2 separate regions of the Mus musculus genome follow, and region 1 is linked to region 2. The links are chromatin contacts, called in public HiChIP or PLAC-seq maps. All regions are on one chromosome and are shown on one strand. The core of a region is the stretch at or near the end of the contact, and the rest is flanking DNA. Distances in the headings are between cores, read along the strand shown. Region 1 has its middle 36 kb from the start of 1700028E10Rik. Region 2 overlaps Stard13 (StAR-related lipid transfer (START) domain containing 13).

Region 1 (3,634 bases), core at 317-2,816, 280 kb before region 2:
TAGTGGCTTCATAAAATGAGTTGGGTAGAGTACCTTCTACTTCTATTTTGTGAAATAGTTTGTGCAGAACTGGAATTAGATCTTCTTTGAAGGTCTGATAGAACTCTGCACTAAACCCATCTGGTCCTGGGCTTCCAGGGATCCACCCCATAATCAGCATCCAAACGCTGACACCATTGCATACACTAGCAAGATTTTATTGAAAGGACCCAGATGTAGCTGTCTCTTGTGAGACTATGCCGGGGCCTAGCAAACACAGAAGTGGATGCTCACAGTCAGCTAATGGATGGATCATAGGGCTCCCAATGGAGGAGCTAGAGAAAGTAGCCAAGGAGCTAAAGGGATCTGCAACCCTATAGGTGGAACAACATTATGAACTAACCAGTACCCCGGAGCTCTTGACTCTAGCTGCATATATATCAAAAGATGGCCTAGTCGGCCATCACTGGAAAGAGAGGCCCATTGGACTTGCAAAGTTTATATGCCCCAGTACAGGGGAACACCAGGGCCAAAAAGGGGGAGTGGGTGGGCAGGGGAGTGGGGGTGGGTGGATATGGGGGACTTTTGGTATAGCATTGGAAATGTAAATGAGCCAAATACCTAATAAAAAATGGAAAAAAAAAAAAAGAATCCACCCACAAAGGCCCAAGAAGGGAAAGTGTCCTCTGCTCTACCCCACACCCAGCACCCAGCACCCAGCTTCCCTGTTCCATGTGCTATTGAACAGCGTTCTCATGAAAGTCCTTAGGAAACTGCTCTTCTCTCTTTGCTTTCTCTCATGGCCTCCTCTTCCAGCAATCAAGTCAGAAAACCCAGGTCCTCCCAATGACCCCATGTTCAAACACAGGTGACCTTCTTTAGAGTGAGTTATTTTTCTGGATATCTTTAACTATATCCATAGACTCCACTGGACCCACCTTACCTATTCTCCCACAGCTAGACAAATCTGCAGTTTAGAGTTTTAGATGATCAAGACAAGAATTCCAAAGTTGACACTGACCCATTCTTTCTCAGTTACCTTTTGTGAATATCTATTGAGTCAAAACCAGACTGTTCTGTCTGAATATCAAAGTTCTTTGCTAACTATTGACTCAATCTTTCCCTCTCATGCCTCCCACTTTGGACACCAGAGATAGCTGGATACTATGGGTATTTTCTACAAGCATCATTAAGTTATTTGAGTGAATGACAAACTAAGGGGAAAAGATTATATTTCCTAGTATCTTTCTAGATGTTTCTATTACTAAGTAAAATATTTTTTCTAAGCTCCAAAGCTGCTACTTGTTATCCCTGTTGTTTTCACCTTTAAAAGTTTCTTCCTTCTCAACATGAGTAACATTTCTGACAGGGGATTAAGAGAGTGTTCATTATTACAGAAGCAAAGGCTTTTATAATAGCATGGAGTTAATGTTTAACCAACCAGACCTCAAGCAAAACTCCATGCTGGAAACTCATCATTGGAGAGCACTATGGTAACTTAAGTTTAGTCCATAAAAGGAAATATAGATACTTGTAAACACACAGAGGTACCTGGAAAAAGAATTTGAACTCTGAACATTAGTGCAAGTAGCTTTATGTGGCCATGTGGTATTTTAAGAATGAGTCATGAGAATTGCATCTTCAGAGAGGATATGACCAAATTGAAAAAAAAAAGTCAGCACTCACTTCCTTTTTGGAGAGACTTCAAGAAGGAAATTGTGTTTCCAATACTCTTTTGCTATGAAGAGGAAGAAGCTGAGGTTTGTGGAAGGTGATGAGTTATATACAGCTCCCACTTCCGGATTTGAGACCAACTGAGAAATATATACAAGCGCAGGAAAGATATCACAATAAACACTCCACTGATAGCAAAAATATTAAGTTGAAGAACATGTCCTGGATCCCAAATTGCCTTCTTATTTTCACTATACTTTAATTTTTAATAGAACTTTCTGGTCCTAGGCAAATCAGCAGGAGAAAGTCAAGTCTCTATGGAAGAAGGAGAAACCTATAAATGACCAGCAAGCAGTTTTCAGAGAAGGAACAGACAGAATGACCCTCATGCCTGTTCCCCACCCCGTCCATCAGATAAGCTGCAAATTAATTAGCCAACTCTTTGTAAAGAGCCAAATGTTGAATATTTTAGACTATGTTCTTTGTCCCTATTCTTAGCTCCACAGTGGTTGCATGAGAACCAGCTGTGAATATGATGCATGTAAGGAACAGAGGTAGCTGTTGGGTTATTCTGCTGGAGCTGCCTCAACTAAAACTCTGGAGCCTAGCTGGCTTCCACAACAGAAACGGATGGATCCATACTTCTGTAATCTGGAAGTCTGAGAGCAAGGTACACGTAGGATTGGTTCCTTCTGAGAAGTAAGACAGACTCCTCCCTGAACTCCTCTTCCAGCTTCTGTAGCTCCTGGGTAATTTCCATTCCTCCCTGGCTTGTGGGATCATCCTGCAGATTTCTGCCTTTGCTTACATTTTGCCATTCTTCCTGTGTCTAGTGTTCTCTTTAGTATTGTCTTGATGTGAGCACTAGTCATACTGGATTAGAAGCCTACTTTAGTGTGACTAATATTTATGGGTTACAATGGTTCATTTAAAAGTTCAGCTCACATTTTGAATTGCTTGTGGTTAGGACTTTAGTGCACAGATTTTGAAATGGAGCCAAAAGTGTTCATCCATTCCTTACTTACCTTTAAGGAGACAAATACCAGTGGGGATGTGAAGACTGGAATACTAAATGTGTCCTGTCAGAGAGTTGAGAGGACCCTGGCCAGCTGGGAGGCCCTATTCTCGGTGGGAGGCATTGGCCAGAACTTTCCGTTGTGTATGAAGTGGTCCAATGGCAGATGTGAGTGTAGTAAGAAAAAAAAAAACAAAATTATAGAGGTAAAGAAAGAAACTTATGAATGGAGAAGAAAGTACAACACACTGGATTTATTTAAGGTTAATTAAAAGCCTCAGGTCACCCTAGAAAAATTAGCAGGATCATGGTGATTAAGCATGGAAATAAATCCCTCTGTAGGCATTATAACCAGAAGGCAAAGCAGAAGTCCAGGCAGCTAGGAACATCTGGGCTGCAATGGAAGGTATAGGAGGAAAACAACGCTTTAAAACAGCAACAAAAATCTTTTGTGTTTTGTTTCTTTTTTTTTTTCTCTCTCTCTCTAAGAGTTCTAACTCTTGTCTAAGAGTTGGGCTGGTGAGATGGCTGTAAGCCAGTAAGAGCACTGATTGCTCTTCCGAAGGGCCTAAGTTCAAATTCCAGCAACCACCCATGAGATCTGACGCCCTCTTCTGGTGTGTCTGAAGACAGCAACAGGGTACTTATTTATAATAATAAATATTTAAAAGAAAGAAGAATCTCTTGTTCCTAGAAGTTATTGTTTGTAGGCTCATATGGTACACATAATTCTTCAGGTAAAACCTTGATTCTTAGAGCAAAGTAGACCTCAAATGAAAATTTTTAGTGTAGTTCTTTCAGTCAGCTCCCTAACTGCAATTCTTAGTTGTCCCTGGTTGGTTTTGGTGGTTAATTGATGGTAGTTTGTTGTGTGGTTTTAATTGCCAGTGATTTTACATCACACACACACACAATCTTGAACTCAAATTTGCAAACAGCATCAACCCTAGTCTCCAATATGCAAGA
Region 2 (3,374 bases), core at 664-3,163:
ACGCACCGCCGCAGCTCAGGTTATCTCTGGCTACTGATAAATACGAAGCTCCTGCAGTGAAAGGCTAAACCAACACCGCGCACGCGCAGAATCGCTGCCCATAGCACACACTACTTTATGACTCTTGCTTTCTGAATAAAGCCAACCTTTCTTCATTAGCTGAGGCCCATTTCTAAAGAAGAGGAAATGGAAGTCTTGATAAACATCATTAAGCCCTGCAAGGATTAGCATAAACAGGATGCCAGGGAGGAGATTTAATACTATTTAGATGAAATTTGAATTCTAATGCAGCACTCTCGCCCAGCCACTCCTTATAATGGAGCCGCAAGATTTAAAAGCCTAATAATTCTGGGAAGACACTTCATTTCCAGGGGAAGAGTTCTGTAACCTGCCGCCTGCACATCACCTTGTCGGCTGACTACCTGAGACAGGATGAAGGATGATCTGGAACCTTCCACAGAAACTGCTATTTGAGCCCAGGCTTTTAGGTAGCTGGGGATCGAAAACAAAAGGGAAAAAGGGGTGGAAGTAACCCAAAGGAGCACTTGAAACTCAACCTTTGGTCATTCGGCGGGGAGCTCGCAGGCAAGAGAGGTGCTCCTGCAGGGGGCGCTCCTGCAGAGGGTTCTTCATGGCTAAGCACCTTGTGCCTCCTGAGGAGAGCAGTGGAGATTGTAAAGAGCAGGCCTGCGGTGTAAATTCTGGGACCCAGTATAAAATCAAAGAGTACGATTTCTTGTTCATTTCTACTTTCATTTTTCAAAAGGGTTTAGTCATTTTTATCTTAAGTGCATGAGTGTTTTGCCTGCAAGTGTGTCTGTGCGCCACAGTGCATGTCCGGTGTCCACACAGGCCAGAAGAGGGCATCAGAGTCCCTCTAGAACTGGAATTACTGAAGGCCATGAGCTCCCATGTGGGTGCTGGGAGCTGAACCCAGGCACTCTGCAAGCTCCAGCCAGTCCTCATTCATATACGTGTGAGACTCTCAACTCTGACAACAGAGCATTAAACAGACTGAAAGACCCAGGTTACCTCTCAACCACAATGAGTATCAGAACAAACAAAACACTTTCTGTTCTTAGAACAAAGTATCTTAGGTCCAACATGCAAATGTACTGGAAGCTTTGCTACAAAGAAATGGCTATTGGCAATTAGTGTCTTTCACAGTTCAGAGATGGCCTCTCTTAGACTCCACACTACTACATCTTTAGAACTATTGTCTTACTGTGCCCAGTCACTGCTGACTGCCACTTCAGAAACCCAATCCTAAACCGGTCAGGGGTTCCCCACTTCATTCATGGAGAAGCAGCTAAGAGTCAGACAACAGAAACTCCTAAGTTTGTTTGTTCATCACCTCGCTGCTGTCCCTTGGAAGACTGCGTTTCTTGGGCCATTCTTAGGTTCTGTACCTAGAATCTGGTCTGGTTTTTTTAAATCATTTTGTATTTACCAAGCTTAGGAAAGCCCTTTCCTTCTAGGCTTCCAATACAGTCCACAGAACCCAGAGCTGTTTCCCACCTCTCCTGGAAGGTGAGGGTAGAACAGGAGGTTTCTGTCAGAATGAAGCAGAATGAATAGTTTCCCAATGACCCGGCCTGACCCCCTGCAGGCGGCTCAGTCAGAAGGCTCAGAGCCTGCAGCTAGAAAGCCCCAGATAGATTTGAAATAATAAAGATCACAGTGTTTTCCAAAAGAAGAAACTTGAGATCTGAACAATTCAAAGAAGGCGCCCATCCAGGATGTACACATGTACAGACTCACAAAGAGCCACAGGACACAGTGGGCCAACGGAGTGGGCTGGGCAGTACAACTAAAACATCCCTTTTGTAGACTCTCTTCCATGCTCCTCTGCTTGGGGGGGGGGGGGGGGTTGGGAAAGGGGGAAGAATTCCTTTCAAATGACATAAATAGTTGTGAATCACACTTAAGAATACACCCTCGGGGCACTGTGACCCAGTGCAGCACAGCTCTGAGGTATACACAGTCTGGAGCCTCCTTCCAGAAGTACGGATGTAAACAAACTGAAGCTGTATCCCCTTTCAATAAGCACCTGCCTCGCAGCTTGACTTCTTTCTTCCTTTCTCTTTTCCTGTCCTTTTAACAATGCCTACTTTCTTCCTGTGCACTGTGATGCAATTTGAAATACTTGCCAGATCGGGGAAAATAAATGTTCTTAAGACTGGTTGTGGAGAATCACCCAAATATAGCTAAACGTGGCATTTTCTAGACACTGCAGACTTGGAATGAAGTAACTAACACATTAAGTAGCAATCTGCCTGGATATCTTGATCTGTGGAATTCAGTGATAAGCCCAGGAATGCAAAGAGCTTTTCTTGAGAATTCTGTTCTTATGACCACAGAATGTACCCGTGTTTAATTTCCCCTGTGATCTATGCAGCTGACATGTACAGACTCCAACTGTCCTCTAATGGCTTGGAATTCTCCCCATGTTCCTGTAGTTTTTTTTTTTTTTCTTTTCTCTTTTTTTTTTCCCAAGTTAAGGTTGCTTTCATCTATAGCAACAAGCAAGAGACACCAGGGCATGGCAACCATACACATGTATTTCTCTGGGTATCTATGAGAAAGAGAAATGACCACTGGCCACTGATTACTGGTCTGGCTACTCAGAAACATTCCACCTTGCTCTTAAAGAAGTGAGCTAATCTGTATGCCACTGGGGAGCGAGGAGAGTGGAGAGCAGAAACTCAAAGTCTGGGTGTCGAGAACATGGTGCCTTGATATTGAGGCCCAGGATCCCAGGAAACCTCAGCTGTGGTTTGGATAGGGCAAGTCCTGGGTGAGAGGGCGCTAGAGGTGCTGAACCTAACCTACGCGTTCATTGTTCAACTCACTCATCCCTCTTTGGGTCCTTATTGCTCTGTTAGGAAGCAGTCAAACTGCTAAAAGTGAGAGGTTGGGATGGGGTGTAGGAAAAGGGTCTGGGATCTCAATAAGATAGCCACATACTCCATAGTAGGCAAGGTGACAAGGAAAGAAAGTTACTTCTGCTGGAGCATTTACAGCTACACTGAAATGGGCACAGTGTTCCCATGCCTCACTGTCAGTAAGAGATCAGCCTCACATTCTTACGCCACCGGCTGGTTTAAACCAGTACAGCTGATGAGCAGAGCACAAATCCAACCTCGAGCACATACTTGTGTTTCCTCAAGTGCTGACCCTGGAGGAACTGGAATTTCTACCAAGCGTCTTCTTCTTCATACTTTTTAAAAAATAGAAGCTTCTCTTCCCTCACAGGACATTTCTTTTAAATTTTCCCACATACGGTACTATCTATAAAAGGCCACCCAGGAGGGAGTCATGTTCCTCCCCAACTGATCATGTAAAGTTCCGGCAGAATGTGAGAAACACACATT

The links. HiChIP or PLAC-seq counts read pairs in DNA pulled down with a chosen protein or histone mark.
Region 1: a contact with region 2 is called in a CTCF HiChIP or PLAC-seq map of the NIH/3T3 cell line, with 5 read pairs. The contact joins two enhancer-like sites. A contact is called at or near these places in 1 of 15 datasets of contacts at CTCF or cohesin (the NIH/3T3 cell line) and 1 of 484 Hi-C or Micro-C datasets (nephron progenitors).

What each region holds. Positions count from the first base shown.
Region 1 is chr5:151,331,328-151,334,961 of GRCm38.p6, reverse strand. It overlaps a transcript of Stard13 not described here. Among named protein-coding and RNA genes, the nearest start is that of 1700028E10Rik, 36 kb to the left of the region's middle. Within about 2 kb of position 1,566, at least 51 of the 459 cell types and tissues checked have an H3K27ac peak or open chromatin away from gene starts, as enhancers often do. A contact at or near this core is called in the NIH/3T3 cell line, where this site is marked.
Region 2 is chr5:151,053,115-151,056,488 of GRCm38.p6, reverse strand. All of the region lies in intron 7 of Stard13 (StAR-related lipid transfer (START) domain containing 13), which reads left to right. Among named protein-coding and RNA genes, the nearest start is that of Kl, 100 kb to the right of the region's middle. Within about 2 kb of position 1,913, at least 80 of the 459 cell types and tissues checked have an H3K27ac peak or open chromatin away from gene starts, as enhancers often do. A contact at or near this core is called in the NIH/3T3 cell line, where this site is marked.